Regions from separate parts of the Mus musculus genome. Here regions 2, 3 and 4 are each linked to region 1. Evidence: chromatin contacts called from public ChIA-PET, HiChIP or PLAC-seq and promoter capture Hi-C data. All regions are on one chromosome and are shown on one strand. Each heading gives the region's core, a stretch centred on a gene start, on an enhancer-like site or on the middle of the called end of the contact. The rest is flanking DNA. Distances are from core to core; before and after follow the strand shown.

What was found. Promoter capture Hi-C pulls out the DNA fragments that hold promoters and counts their contacts. ChIA-PET counts read pairs in DNA pulled down with a chosen protein or histone mark. HiChIP or PLAC-seq counts read pairs in DNA pulled down with a chosen protein or histone mark.
Region 2: an RNA polymerase II ChIA-PET map of memory CD8 T cells shows a contact between it and region 1, with 6 read pairs. The contact joins the enhancer-like site here to the promoter of Srrt in region 1. A contact is called at or near these places in 3 of 39 promoter capture datasets (hippocampal neurons, liver and pre-B cells), 2 of 115 datasets of contacts at active chromatin or transcription factors (memory CD8 T cells and pro-B cells) and 1 of 9 other capture datasets (pancreatic islet).
Region 3: an H3K27ac HiChIP or PLAC-seq map of embryonic stem cells shows a contact between it and region 1, with 5 read pairs. The contact joins the enhancer-like site here to the promoter of Srrt in region 1. A contact is called at or near these places in 7 of 39 promoter capture datasets (cranial neural crest, embryonic stem cells, erythroid cells and 4 more), 3 of 484 Hi-C or Micro-C datasets (embryonic stem cells and ventricular fibroblasts), 17 of 115 datasets of contacts at active chromatin or transcription factors (T-cell acute lymphoblastic leukemia, acute myeloid leukemia, astrocytes and 11 more) and 4 of 9 other capture datasets (adipose tissue, embryonic stem cells, liver and 1 more).
Region 4: a contact with region 1 is called in a promoter capture Hi-C map of liver, with 2.8 times the contacts expected there. The contact joins the promoter of Tfr2 here to the promoter of Srrt in region 1. A contact is called at or near these places in 5 of 39 promoter capture datasets (the C10 cell line, cranial neural crest, embryonic stem cells and 2 more), 1 of 15 datasets of contacts at CTCF or cohesin (large pre-B cells), 3 of 484 Hi-C or Micro-C datasets (all in the G1E-ER4 cell line), 7 of 115 datasets of contacts at active chromatin or transcription factors (bone marrow-derived macrophages, embryonic stem cells, forebrain and 2 more) and 4 of 9 other capture datasets (adipose tissue, embryonic stem cells, liver and 1 more).

What each region holds. Positions count from the first base shown.
Region 1 is chr5:137,305,880-137,309,555 of GRCm38.p6, forward strand. Srrt (serrate RNA effector molecule homolog (Arabidopsis)) reads right to left here and starts at 1,795. Exons shown (of 20, transcript NM_031405.2): 1 at 1,545-1,795; 2 at 1,167-1,306. The coding sequence starts at 1,288. It also overlaps the pseudogene Gm43013.
Region 2 is chr5:137,705,467-137,709,142 of GRCm38.p6, forward strand. No RefSeq gene overlaps it. Among named protein-coding and RNA genes, the nearest start is that of Gm15498, 16 kb to the left of the region's middle. Within about 2 kb of position 1,630, at least 148 of the 459 cell types and tissues checked have an H3K27ac peak or open chromatin away from gene starts, as enhancers often do. A contact at or near this core is called in memory CD8 T cells, pancreatic islet, pre-B cells and 1 more, where this site is marked.
Region 3 is chr5:136,941,544-136,945,219 of GRCm38.p6, forward strand. No RefSeq gene overlaps it. Among named protein-coding and RNA genes, the nearest start is that of Fis1, 19 kb to the right of the region's middle. Within about 2 kb of position 2,043, at least 13 of the 459 cell types and tissues checked have an H3K27ac peak or open chromatin away from gene starts, as enhancers often do. A contact at or near this core is called in embryonic stem cells, where this site is marked.
Region 4 is chr5:137,567,719-137,571,394 of GRCm38.p6, forward strand. Tfr2 (transferrin receptor 2) reads left to right here and starts at 2,122. Exons shown (of 20, transcript NM_015799.4): 1 at 2,122-2,216; 2 at 2,354-2,400; 3 at 3,270-3,323; 4 at 3,559-3,676. The coding sequence starts at 3,291. Actl6b (actin-like 6B) reads left to right here. Exons shown (of 14, transcript NM_031404.5): 14 at 1,588-1,862. The coding sequence ends at 1,668.

The DNA of each region.
Region 1 (3,676 bases), core at 545-3,044:
TGGCAAGCCACTCACAGATGCTTGTTCCTCTAGCTGTAGGCCCCATAAATCACACTCATTTGCATATACCATCCACACACTCTCACAATCACACCCACACTAGGCTTCCTCTTTTCCAGGCTTTCCCTTCATTTCATACTTGTTTCGTGAAAGGGAGTCTCACCATGTAGCCCTGGCTGGTCTCAACCTCTTAAATTCTATCTCAAAGTCATTTCAAATCCCTCTAAAGAAACTGAGAGATGACTCAGCAGTTAAGAGCACTGGCTGCTTATCCAGGTCATGAGTTCAAATCCCAGCAACAACTACAGGGACCAGATGCCCTATTCTGTCATGCAGATGTACATGCAAATTGAGCACTCAAACAAATAAATCTTTAAAAATAAAGAAATCTGTTTTCAAGTTGAGCTATGGCGCTTAACTCACTAAACTGGCTTTGTTTTTGTTGTTTTTACTTCACCTCTGGATTTAAAAAGGAAGAGAGGTAGAGAGCTGGCTCAGTAGTTAAATGCACTCCTTTTAACCACTCTTGGTTGGCTCCTCTTGCGGAGGACTAGGCTTTGAGTCCCAGCACCCACAAAGCAATTCACAACCATCTTTCCTGCCCATTTCCCAGAGGATCTAAAGCCTTCTGTTGGCCTCCTCGGGCACCAGGAACGAATGAGGTGCATAGACATAATGTAAGCAAACCCCCATGAACGTTTTATTATATAAAAGAAGAAATGCACTTGCACATTTCTTATCTCAATTACCTGTTTTAAAAATCCTTTCAAAAAACTCTTAAACAGGATGTGGTAGAATACTTCCTTAATTCAGAAGTTTAATGTCATCTTGAGCTACCTAAAGAGTTTCGGGCCAATCTCACTTTGGTCAGTTTGTGCTTTCTTAATATTTGGATTTGAGATTGTGTCTCCCTATGTAGCCTGCACGGAAGATGCAGTCCAACCAGCTGTGCGGAGCTCCTGTCCAGCACTAATACTGACCGTCACTTTGGTTAAAAGCTCAAAATCTGAGCCAACGGTGAATAGACTGAAACTACAGAAATGGCTCAACGGTAAACTGCATCCTAATAAGATTTTGTAAGGTAAAGACAAAAAAGGAAACGAAAAGAAAAATTGTGGCGCGGAAGGGTTGTACGGGGCGGGGTATGGACGTTAATACTGTCTCACCGGTCATTCCAATCGTCCCCTCGCCGTCTTTCATCCCTTTCCCGGGAACGGTCATAATCGCTGCGCTCTCTTCGAAATTTGTCCCTGCGTCTTCGGTCGTATTCATCATCACTGTCACCCATGGTGCTGTCAGAGGAGGCCTGGGGCCCGGCGGCGGGTAGACACGGTGATGATGAACAAGGACCAGAGGAGGGACAATCCCCCGGGGACAGCACGCCCGCCTCCCTCCCGCCGAGGCCGGCCTGCCATCCCGGGCAGGGCGATCGCTCCGACAGTTTCACTGTCCCCACGGATTCCCCCTCGTCCACCCCCGAAGCCCCCGGGCACGGTCCTCTCCTCGCAATCCCGCCGCCCGGGCCTTTCCTTCCCCTCCCCCACCTGGCAGCGGTCGGGGCCGTTGGAAGCGCGCGCCGGCGGGCTTGTTTTCCGGGCGGACCGGAACGAGCGACAATGGACCACAAAGAGGGTTGGAAGGAGACGCTGGGATTCTCAGCCCGGAGACGAAGGGGAAGAGAAGAGCGGGACCGCGGGGGGGGGGGGGGGGCAAGGAGGCGCGCGCGCGTCCTACGTCACTCCCGGAGCTCGGCCTCCAACTACAAAACAAGACCCCCGGACCAAACTAAAACTCCGAGATTAAAAGAATGACGGGAAGAGGGTGGAGACGCGGAAGTCTCGCGTGGTTTTGCGACAAAATCGCCCCAGCTTCTCGGAGCTACGGAAGTTGAGCTGGGCCAAGCCAGGCCTTCTGAACGTGCTCGTGCCTACTTGAAAAGGAGGGCACTGGAGAAGTTAAGTGTCACTCCCGTAAGGTATCCTGGGTAGGAGCTAGTTTGCATCCAAAGGTTGCTTTGCAATAGCCCTGGGCTGGGGCACCTCTTGACCTCCTCAAGGGCGGATTTGCTATCGAGGGGTTTGGGGACGATGGATGTCTAGGGAATAATTCATAGAAGCAACCATTTTAGAGGCATCTCCTCCCACCATTTTCTCCTGCAAAAAAATACAGTATGTGCTACTTATAAAATGCGTTCTTCCTGCTTGTCTTGGACAGAGGAGCCTAATACTCATGCAAAAGTGTAAACCTCGATCTTAATGCCCAGTTCTTTAATGGGAGTCTTTACATTGCAGTCTGGAAACAACCACCAGGATCCACTAGTTTCCAGTTGAAATCCCTAAGATAACAGTAAGCCCTTTTCCATGAATAGAATACTAAGCTAAACAAGGGAGCATGCCACTGTCTTGCTCCCAGAAAAGAATGAAAAATCCCAGCATCTAATAAGGTGTATTTACAAGGGGGCATTTTAAAAACTTAGCAGACAGTTACGTTGGCACAGGCGTAACCCGAGTTACTCAGTAAGTCAAAGCAGAATCAAATTCAGGGGTTGCAAAATGAGTTCAAAGCCAGCCTTGACAATTTTCTAAAACCCTTTCTCAAAAACATTTTCCAAAGAGGCCGGTCCAGTGTGTAAGAGCACTTCCTGGTCTTGCAGAAAATCAGAGTTGGAGTCCCAGCTCCCATGTGGCTGGCTGCTCACAGACTGTTAACTCCAGTGCCTAGGGAACTGACACCTCTTCTGGTCTGCAAGGGCACTGCACTCAGATGCACACACACCCACACACTGATACACAGATACATATACTCATCATTTTGTTCCAAAACAAGGTTTCTGTGTACCCCATGGCTGGCCTGGAACTCCCCTTGTAGACTAGGTTGGCCTCAGACTGAGAGATCTTCCTGTCTCTGCCTCCTGAGTACTGGGATTTAAGTCTTGCAACCAGCTCATACACACGTAATTCAAGAAGATGGGAGCATGGTGGCGCTCACCTCTAATCCCAGCACTCTGGTGGCAGAGGCAGGCAGATCTCTGAGTTGGAGGCCAACCTAGTCTACAAAGGGAGTTCCAGGCCAGCCAGGCAGGGCTACACAGAGAAAGAAGGCCCCGTCTCAAGAAAGAAGTAGAGGAGGAAGAGGAGGGAAGCAATGAGAGTCGTACAGCTCAATGATAGAATGCTTGCCTACCGTATGACAGGACCTGGGTTTAGGAAGAAATAAGCTAAGAAAGGAGAGAGGGAGACTGAAGGTGCTGTTCAGCAGGTGGGCATGTGCTTAGCATATATGAGTCTCTGGCCCATCCCCAGCACCCTCCATCCCCCACAAGAAAAGTAGCCATGTGCAGTGTCACATTCCTGCAGCCCCAGCACTGCAGAAATGAGGGCAGAGGGATCCCGGGTTCGAGAACAGCCTCAGCTATCTAGCAATGTTTCAAACCAAGGGTAGCCTGGGATACTTTACAGTTTGTCCTTTAGAGAACTACCTCTGTTTGACATTTGGCCTATGTCACGGCACTGTGGCTAAATGCACCGAGCAGGTCAGCATCGTAAGTAAACATAGGATCCGAGATGATGCCTCCCTCTGGAGAATGGCATGGAAAATTGAAATCGATGAGCACACCAGGTATATTTGTTCCTTCTGGAGCAAGACCAAGATGAAGAAAACAGGCCACTGGCATCTG
Region 2 (3,676 bases), core at 380-2,879, 400 kb after region 1:
TTTGCGGTACATCCATTGCTGCTGGGAGCCAAGGCAGCAGAAGCTTGGGGCAGCTGGGCTCAATACAGCCCCAGTTAGGAGGAAGGCAGCTGGGCTCAATACAGCCCCAGTTAGGAGGAAGGCAGCAAGGAGTACTGTGCTCAGCTCAACGGCTCCAATAAAAAATATTGCTTAATTACAGTTGTTTAGTGAGTTTACTTTGTATGCAGAGAGTGCCCAAGTGAAGGTCAGAGGACACTTGCAGGGGTCCACTCGCTCTTTTATTTTTGTTTTTCTCAAGACAGGGTTTCTCTGGGCAGCTCTGGCTGATCTGCAACTCGCTCTGTAGACCAGGCTGGCCTCGAGGTCACAGAGATCTCTGCCTCCCAAGTGATGGAATTAAAGACCTGCAGGTGGGATCAAAGACAGGTTCTTCCAACTCGGCGATAAGCACCTTTAGCCATTAAGCCAGTGGTCTTCCGGGTCCCATAGGAGATATGCTACATATTAGGTAGTTACGTTACTATTTGTAACATTAGCAAAATTACAGTGATGAAGTTTCAACAAAATAATTCTTTGGTTGTGTGTGTGTGTGGGGGGGGGTCACCACAGCAATGAGGGTCGCAGCACTAGGAAGGTTGGGAACCTCTCCCCGCTTTCTTCCTTTTATACAGTCCAAGATGCCTGCCCAAGGAAGGGTGATACCCACAATGGGAGGCCTTTTTTCAGCTCAATTAACTGAATGGAGATAATCCCCACGGACGTGCCCAGAGGCTAACCTTAGCTAGACAATTCCTCCCTGGTGTGAAGCCGATTGTCTCAGGGGTGAGTGTGGACCCCGTGAACATCACACTCGGCAAGCAAGAGGGTCTGGCACAGGCTGTCTCAAAAACCAAGGGGAAGGCGAAGGGTTCAGTAGGACCTACCCTTAACAGAGAACTCGGCGATTTTTTAGCAGCAGCAGCAGCAGCTGTGAGGTCTGGAGAGTGAGGGATCCAGAAAGAGTTGGAGGGGGACATGGCAGGTGGATACAATCGAAATCCATCATATTTATGTATGAAGTTACTGAAGAATACATACATAAAATAAATATGAGCTGGCAGTGGTGGCACCTGATGGGAGGCTGGAGAGATGGCTCAGCAGTCGTCAGGAGCACTTGCTGCTCTTGCAGAAGACCTGGGTTTGGAGCCCTGTGGCTGCACACAACTCCAGTTTCAGGGATCTGATGCTCTCTCCTGATCTCCCTGGGCACTGCACATACACGGCACACTTACATACGTGCCAACAAGCTTTTAAAATAAAAATAGATAAATAAGGTGGAAAGCTGTTAAGAAAGATGCCTATCATTGAACTCCAGCTTACACACACACACAAACACACACACAGGGATGGGGATAGATGGGTACTTCCACTACATTGTCTTGGATCATCCATTCTGGGGAAAGTCAGCTGCCACATCATTGGAACTTTTCAGACAGCCTGGGGAGAGGGCCACACAGGAGGAAGAGAGGCAGGCTGCCAACAATCCAGTCCTAACCTGCTTGCCAGGTGAGCGAGTGAGTCATCGCGGAACAGCCAGCATCAGTCAAGCTCACAGGTGACTTCAACTCTCTAGCCTCAGGACTTCCATCTGAGGCCCCAGACGCCACCTTGGAGCTGAGCCAAGTCAATCCCGTCATGCCCTGCGTTGCCAGCCCACAGAACCATGAGACAGTAAAGGAGAGCTGTCATTTTAAAACACTAAGCTTCAAGGTAATTTGTAGCGCAGCAAAGATAAGAGAAGCAATGAGAGCGGTACACTCAGCGCTGAAGGTACACAAAGAATAGGTACTTAGCTTAAGTACCCTCTCCCCCCTCTCTCTCCCTCTCTCTCTGTGTTGCTAGGAACTTTTGTATGCTAGGCAATGACTCTACTGCTTAGTCACATCCACGCCTCCAGCCCCTCACTGAGGGATTCTATAGTCAAAGCAGTGGGCACTTGGGGTGTTGGGGGAGGAAGTGGGAGGAAGGGGGAGGAAGGGGGAGGAAGGGGGAGGAAGGGGAGGAAGGGGGAGGAAGGGGGAGGAAGGGGGAGGAAAGGGGCGGTGCAGCACAGCAAAACAGAAGCCATCAGCAAGGGCCTAGGGGTGTGGCTCTGGGCTTGAACCTTGGCCTAGAATCTCCCGGTGAGGGGTTTGGAAATGTAGGTACTTGGTAACACACTTGCCTAGAGTCCCCCAGTGAGGGGCTGGGGGCGTGGCTCAGTGGTAGAGCCCCTGCCTAGAATCCCCCAGTGAGGGGCTGGGGGCGTGGCTCAGTGGTAGAGCCCCTGCCTAGAATCCCCCAGTGAGGGGCTGGGGGCGTGGCTCAGTGGTAGAGCCCCTGCCTAGAATCCCCCAGTGAGGGGCTGGAGGTGTGGCTCAGTGGTAGAGCCCCTGCCTAGAATCCCCCAGTGAGGGGCTGGGGGCGTGGCTTAGTGATAGAGTCCCTGCCTAGAATCCCCCAGGGAGGGGCTGGGGGGCGTGGCTTAGTGGTAGAGCCCCTGCCTAGAATCCCCTAGTGAGGGGTTGGGGGCATGGCTCAATGGTGAAGCCCCTTGCCTAACATGCACAAATCCATGAGTTCCGTCCTCAACATGGAAGGGTATGAGAAACAGTCTCCTACCGAGAACGAGGTGCGAAACAAGGTGACTAAGTTCCTACCAATGCCCAAGGATGGTCGGTCTTCTGGAGAGGTTAAACGAAGCTGACTCCACCCCAGAGAACATAAGGCAGCTAAGGCCAAGGGGATTTACCATAGCGAGGGAGACCTTCAGTAGTCCTCTCCTTGAACCAACCCACTGACTTTAAATTCTAGGAGCCAGGATTCCCACATCATCTTCCTCCACGCCCCATCTGTGATTGATGGTGTCCTCTCTGGAAGAAGTACCTGCTGCAAGGGTATTGATAGATAAACAGAGAACTGAAGGTCAAATCAGCTTTTGGATGATTTGTTTCCCCCCAAATCAGACAGGAACCAAAACAACAAAGACAAATGTGAGTTGGAGGAAGCAGGAGCGAAACCAGACGAAACTCTTTTGAAACAGTAACATTGTTGCTTGCTGGATTAGGTAAGAATAGATTCTTGCTCCCTGAAGCCAGAATCAAGAACTTCGGGAAGATTAGCAGTGATGAAAGAGTCAAGGGGCCAAGCAATGGCTCGGTGGGTAAGGATGCTTGCTGCACACGCATGAGCTGATTCTGCATCACCAGGATCCATGTCAAAACCAGGTGAGTGAGCCTACGACTTCCTCCTCGTGAGGGACAGACAGGAGAACTGCGGGGGGGGGGGGGGGGGGGGCTTCTGGCAGCCAGCTGAGCTGTAGGCTCTGTGAGAGACCCTGGCTCAAGGGCTAGGAAATAAAGATGAAAAGAAAGTCTCTTAAACAGTAGAACAGAGCTGGGTGTGGTCGAGTACGATTTTTAAATCCAGCACTCATGAGGCAGTGGCAAATGGGTCTCTGTGAGTTCAAGGCCACCCTGTGCTACATAGTGAATTCCAGGACAGCCAGGGCTGAGTTTTGAGATAGGTCTTTTCTTCTTTTTTCCTTTTTCCTTTTTCCTTTTTCCTTTCCCCTTTCCTTTCCTTTCCTTTCTCTCTCTCTCTCTCTCTCTCTCTCTCTCTCTCTCTCTCTCTCTCTCTCTCTCTCTCTCTTTCTTTTTCCGAGACAGGGTTTCTC
Region 3 (3,676 bases), core at 793-3,292, 360 kb before region 1:
TGATGCAGGAGGATCCGAGTTCAAATCTCCAGAGCCCACATAAAACAGTCAAGGCCAAAAAATAAAAAAATAAAAAAAGCCCGGTGTGGTGGCGCACGCCTTTAATCCCAGCACTTGGGAGGCAGAGGCAGGCGGATTTCTGAATTCGAGGCCAACCTGGTCTGCAAAGTGAGTTCCAGGACAGCCAGGGCTACACAGAGAAACCCTGTCTCGAAAAACCAAAAACCAAAAAACAGTCAAGGCCACACTGTAACCCTGTGAGCTCAGGGCTGTGGAGGCAGAGTCAAATTCTGGGGCTTGTCAGGTGCCAGTCCAGCTCCAGATTCAGCGAGAGAGCCTGTCTCCAGGGCAAAAGGCTGAAGGTGATAGAGCAGGACCCTCTGCATTTGCAAATGTGGGTACGTACACATATGCACACACACAGAAAGGGCTAATGAGAAGCATCGGTGGGTAAGGGCACCTGTCACCAAGCCTGAGAGCCTGGCTCTGACCCCTGGGACCACATGGCAGAGGGAGGGACCCTGGTGCCTCCAAGTTGTCCTGTGACAACATGCAGAGTCAAACATAATCACATGCTCACACACAGCACACAGCACACATTTTAGAAAGTAAACCTGCCCTTGTTAGCTTTTTGTTACTTTGACAAAATGTCCGAGGTCTTCACCTAGAAGAGTGCATTCAAGCCCGGGTGTCGGCCCAGGCTCTGACTGCTTTGGGTCAAGGCAGAGGTCATTCATGTCAGGAAGCAGGTAGCAAACTAAGCTGCTCTCCTCCTCGAGTCTGGACCAGGGATGCTTGAAGTCTTTACAAGTCCGAAGTGATGGACTTCCTCCAACCAGGCCCCACCTCCAGACCCAAACCAGAGCTACCAGGACAGCCTAGTTCATCATTCTGTTAAATTCCTGTAGGTATGTTTGTTGTATGTGCTCGTGTGTGCAGTTGCATATGCCAATAAGGAGAGGACTTCGGCTGTCCCACCTTACTGCCTTGAGACAAGGTGTCACTACAGTACATGTGGGATCCCTTACGAAGTCCTGTCCCTCCACCACCCTGACCGTCCTGGGGTTACAGGCATGCAAACAGCCATGCTTAGCTTTTTACACCATGCTGGGAATTTGAACTAAGAGCCCCATGTTTGCAAAGCAAGCACTCTTGCCCACTGAACCATCTCTCCAGTCCTTAGTTCATCTTTTTCTGCCCCAGGGTTGCATGTAGCCCAGCTCAGGCTGGCCTCAAGCTATGTAGCCCAAATGAGCTCCTCATCCTCCTGCCTCCACCCCTCAGGGGCTCAGTCTACAGGTGTGCCCCTCAGTGCTGGTTTGCTGCCTGGTTCCTCTTGATTCTATTTTGGGCACAGAAAAGAACCTCTTACCAATCTCTCAGTGAGGATTCTAGTTCTCAGAATTTGACCAGGGGTCATTGCCATGGCTACGGAGATATGTGAAACTGTGCTTAAAAAAAAGAAAACCTTCTCTGTTAACTCTAGCCTCACACTCAAACAAAGGAAATCTCCAGGCCTGACAGCTTCATGGAGGGACTCTGCTCATATCTGAAGAAATATTAAAGGCCAAGCACAGTGGTGCAAAGCCACGATTCCAGGTCTCCAGAGGCAGGAGGATCGAGGCCAGCCCAAACTCTTTGAGAATCTCTTGAGATCTCAGAAGGAATTTTTTTTTTTTTTGAGATAGGGTTTTACTATGTAACTTTGGAACTCTCTATGTAGACCAGGCTTACCTCAGACTCACAGAGACCTGCCTGCCTCTGTCTCCTAAGTATAGAGTTCTCTCGAAATGAACATATAAAAGGTCTGGGGAGTTGGCCTCTGGAACAGGATGCACGCATTATTTAATATGTGTACAGTTCAACCCACAGCACTGAAGAGCTAAAACATGCCGAGCCAGCATAGCAATGCAAGTGGACCACAGCCCAGCTGCGGGTTCTCACCTAGCCTGGAGGAAACTCTGGGCTCCATCCCACCTGGTGCTCCAGATGTGGAGCCAGAGGATGGGAGAGTTAAAGGCCATCATGAAACTACTTAGTAAGACAAGGCCAGCAGCTCCTGCCTCTGCAGCATGCCTGCTGTGAGGACTGTTACCTGAGACCATGAGCCAGATTAACCTGGCTCCCCTGAGTGGCCTTTTGTTGTTGTTGTTGTTGTGGGGGGGGGGTGTTTGTTTTTGTTTTCTTTGGGGGGGGCTGGGAGTTGGAGACAGGGTCTCTGATGGTGCTCTAGCTGGCCTAGAATTTCTTATGTAGACCAGGCTGGGCTCAAACTCACAGAGATCCTCCTGCCTCTACCCACCTTGTGGTAGGTTTAAAGGCATGCAGCACCACAATAAGCTTGTCAGGGCATTTTTATCACAGAGCCAGATGACAATCCCACAAGGGCTCTCAGTGGTCACCTGCCTAGAATCCCCCAGGAGAGACTGGGAGCATGGCTCAGTGGTAGAGCCCCTGCCTAGAATCCCCCAGGGAGGGGCTGGGGGCGTGGCTCGGTGGTAGAGTCTCTGCCTAGAATCCCCCAGTGAGGGGCTGGAGGTGTGGCTCTCTGCCTAGAATCCCCCAGTGAGGGGCTGGGGGCATGGCTCAGTAGTAACACACCAGCGTAGTTTGGCCTAATTGGTGAGCTCTAGGCCAGGGAGAGACCCTGTTTCAAAGGTGGTAGATGTTGTTCTTAAAGATGATACCAGCCAGGCGTGGTGACGCACGCCTTTAATCCCAGCACTCGGGAGGCAGAGGCAGGCTGATTTCTGAGTTCGAGGCCAGCCTGGTCTACAAAGTGAGTTCCAGGACAGCCAGGGCTACACAGAGAAACCCTGTCTCGAAAAAAACCACTTTGGGGGTCTAGCAAGGTGGCTCATTGGTTAAGAGCACATACTTCTTTTTCAAAGGCCCTGAACTGGGATCCTAGCACCCACACTAGTGGCTTACAACCACCTGTAACTCCCACTCTGGGGTGAAACAGCACTATCCTCCAGTTTCTGTGGGCACTTGTGCTCCTGTGCACACATATAACTTTTCTTAGGAGATCTGTAGCTTAGATGACGTCCCTATGTCCCAGGTAGCTCGAAGGAGGACACCTGCTGTGTGAGAGGCTGAGGTCTCTGGGTGATCAGCACCCTAAGGACTGAAGCCAAGGGACCCATTGCCAGGCCAGCCCAGGCTATGCAGCAAGAGCTCACAGCAAGAGGCAAGAGCCTGCAAGATGCCTTAGCAGGTAAACGTGCCAGCCATCATGCCTGGTGACCTGAGTTTGATCCCCCAGACCTACAGAGAGAAAAGACTCCTACAAATTGTTCTCTGACCTCCATCCTTATATGCTAGCACATGCACACGTGCCTCTTTCCAACCACCCACCCACACAATAAAACAGAATAAAGGAAGAATGGAGGGAGGGGGCGATGAGTAGGGGTGAGGGCAGAAAGAAAATCCTAAATATAGTCTATTATCAGGTTCCACAATTAGGACTTCACTCTGACTTTGGGGATAGAAGGTGGGACACCATTCTGCCCGTAACACATATAAAGCTCAGGGTTTTGTTCCGTATTGAACAAAAACCTTCTAAATATATAGTAGCAGGGGGTGGGGAGCCTCATCTAATGAGACACGTCTTCGCAATTTTCCATTGCCTTCATCCCATCTTCAGCTGGTTAAATCAATAAAAGTCTCTGCAGTT
Region 4 (3,676 bases), core at 872-3,371, 260 kb after region 1:
GTTAAGCAAGCACTTTACTTACCTAACCCCAAGCTCTTTAAAACAAAATGTTTTTGGAGCAAGTGCAGCCAGTGAATGCTCTCTAAAGACTGAGGACTTCTTCAGGAGAAAGGCTGGTGAGGGTATGGTTATGGTAAGGCAGCCATAGTCATCGAGGAGTAAAGGGGACACCCTGGAATTTGGGATAGAACGGTGGTCCAATGGTAAGGGGTGCGACATGAGTCTTCCCGCGATCAAGGGGACTGTGCAGAGGAGGCTAAGGCAGAGCCTGCGAGCCCCAGGGATGTGTTTATCTCTCTGGAGCTGGGGATCCAAGTGCATACTATCACACCCAGATTTTTGATGTGGGTTCGGGGGATGGGATTCATGTTTTCAGCTACCCAGAATTCATGGCCAACCTGTGTTTCATGTGAGCCTGTTAAAAGAAAGAGGGGGAGCTGTGGGAAGGGAACAGAAGGGGAAGGGGGAAAGAAAAAAGAAGGGAAGAGGAAGGGAGAGGAGGGGAATGGGAGGGAGAGAAGGGGAAAGGGAGGGGAGGGGAGGGGAGGAGAGAAAACCAAAAGAGATGAGGTTTGGGCAAAGCCTGCTGGGAGCTGATGATGTCAGTTATGGGATCATAGGGAGTTTAAGGTCAAGGGTATTCAGGAGGAAGTAACCAAGACACAGCTGGGTATCTGAGTCGGGAACAAGAGATTGGAGAGTGGCAGGGACAAATGAGGTCACCCAGGAAGGCTGCTCTGTGAGCCAGAGACACCAACCTTCACATGGGGGCTGAGCAGCTATCCATGAAAAAAGACGGTTGGAAGGTCCCGGAAAAAAGCAGCAGGGGAGAGTAGCAGTGAGGTGCCCGGTGGTGTCAGAACGGTGATGGTGGCGCTGGCTGGGGTGGGAGGTGTATGTCCAGCTACTCTGGATGTGGAGGCCGTAAGATCACAAGGTCAAGGTCAGCCTGGGCCATTGGTTGAGACCCTTTGCCAAAATAAAAGGCAAATAAATACAAGGGCTGAAAAGATGGCTCAGTAGGCAAAGCACTTGCTGCACAAGGCATGAGGACCCAAGTTCAGATCCGCAGAACCCAACTTGTAAGGAGAACATTTGTCTGTAATCCCAGGCCTCTTCTTACAAAATGGGAGGAGACAGGCGAAGCCCCAGAAGCTCAAGGCTGGCTAGCCTCTCTACAGAGTGACAAACCTGTATGGTTTGGTAAACCCTGCCCTTTGTACTCCGTGTGTACATGTTAGCTCAACCATCACACACAAACACAGGCACAAATACAACACACATGCACAAAACATGTTTAATCTCAAGTAAGGGGCTGGGGGCGTGGCTCAGTGGTAGACCCCCCCTGCCTAGAATCCCCCAGGGAGGAGCTGGGGGCGTGGCTCAGTGGTAGAGCCTCTGCCTAGAATCCCCCAGGGAGGAGCTGGGGGCGTGGCTCAGTGGTAGAGCAGCCTAAAATCTCCCGGAAGGGGGGGGGCGGGGGGAGGATACAGGTGAGAAATGCATGAAGGCAAGTAGAAAGCCGAGGTGTGGTGGTGTAGAGAGGTGTGGGGTGACGCCTGACAGCTGATGTTGCCCTTTTCTCAGGGCACATTCCAGCAGATGTGGATCTCCAAACAGGAATACGAGGAGGGAGGGAAGCAGTGCGTGGAGCGGAAGTGCCCCTGAAGTTGCCCCCCTCCCCCAAATACCCGTCCACCCCATCCACGGAGAAACGCCAGAGGGGCGTTCTACCAGCCAGAAATCCAAAAGCGCTGAACTCTCCCTTTCCCATTACCCTCTTCTCTCTTACCCACATCTTCTTAGACTGTGATGTTCCTGAGTTGAAAGAAGAAAAAAAAAAAAGAACTTTTATGAAAATCAAGTGTTTGACTTCTTTGGGGGAGAATGGGGGCGTGGGGATCTGGTGAGATGCCAGAGAGAGACACACCTACATTCGTGCTACTCTGGGGCACGAATTTCTTAGGTTTTAGTGGGGTCAGGACTCTGGAAGGACCAGGAAGAGTCTGTACTGAGCTGGTTGTTGGTTCAGGGCTGCTCCAGAAAAGGACGTGCGGGGGCGGAGTCCTCTGGGGCGGGGCCTGGGGGCGTGCTCTAGTGGGTGTGGCCTCAGTAGGCTTTGAGTCTCCTGGGAGCATGGTCCAAGAAACCCAGAGACCTGTTGCTGAGCTGAACTTGGCTGCTGTGTCTTCCCACTCAGGACTCGGCTTTGACAGGCACGAGGCAGGGACTGGGGTACTGGTGAGCCCCTACCTCTCAGATCTTTCTGGACCTGGGTAGGACCCGCAGTTTCCCAGGGGAAACCTGGACCAGAAGTAAGGGTGAGGTGGACCCTGAACTTTCCCATTCACAGCTGCAGGTCCTGGTGTCTTCGTCGCGGCTTGGATTTCAAACTGGAGGGTAAACTGCGGTTATGGCCCTTCATCAAAATTTTAGAGTCGTAGACCCCGAAGGAGAAACACTTAAGTCCTTTAGTGATCCAAGGGGTGCTGGGGAGGACTGTGGCTTGGCCAAGACCTTTTCTGCCCCCCTAACGGTGAGGTGGAAACCCATAGTTTCCTGACTCCAAGACCCACTCGTCGGTTTCTTTTGACCTCTTTACCTCATTCCTAACACTTCCTCCCCAGCAACCAAGCAGATTCCAGACAGACAGACAGACAGACAGCTTTGTGGTCAGATTAAACCACCAAGTCACCCCACTGAGATACCGCTGTTTGGAATCTGAGACAGGGGTTGGGGCAGGAAGACCGGCTAACGGGTTATTTGGAAGGCTGTGTGCTGGGAAAACCTAGCAACCAGACCCAAGAGGTGGGAAGGGGCAGACGTTTTCATGGTGAAACTTCCAAGGGGGCTGGGGACTTTCCCCAAGGACACCCTGAGAGAGTGAAATCAGGGAAAAGGAGGGATTTACCTATATCTCCCCTCCCCCCTCACGTTAAGCCCCCCCATCCCCCAACCTGTGACGGGAACCAAGTTGGCCAAAGTCTGCTCTGAGGTTTAAAAAAAAAAAAATTGATTGTTTTGCAGTCTGCCCGCAACAGTGGGGTTTGTGGAAAGATTGGTGAGAGAAGGCACTGCCCCTTGCGGTCTAGCATGAACCAGGGGGAATGTCTAGAAGGCTGGACTGAGGCCAGACTGTGCCCCCACCCTTATGGGGAATGAGAAACGGCCTAGGTTCAGGCTGCCTGTCAGGGCTGATAAGGGGCCCTCTAGGGCTCCCACAAACGGTTTATCGGGGTTTTGTGTGTGTGTGTGTGGACTACTTGCAGAGTTCAGGAGGGGGCACAAGCATGGAGCAACGTTGGGGTCTACTTCGGAGAGTGGTAAGACCACGGGGGTGCGGAGTTGTGGTTACACACATTAGGTCTTCCTTCGTGTCCCTTAGGCAACTCCCTAATGCATAAGGTTGGCCCCACTGGTCCTCCTTGGGTCCCTCCTCTCCAGCCTCCAGAGCTCCCTTCCTCCTGGCCGGAGTCAGTGACACCATTCTTGCCTAACCCTCAGCCAACTCTTAGGCCCCCTCCCGTAATCTCATGCCTACCTCACCCCTCCACTCAGCAACAGTGGTCCCCAAGACCCTCTCAGACCATCTACAGACGCGTGGAAGGCCCTCAGCTGGAGCACCTGGAGGAGGAAGACAGGGAGGAAGGGGCGGAGCTTCCTGCCCAGTTCTGCC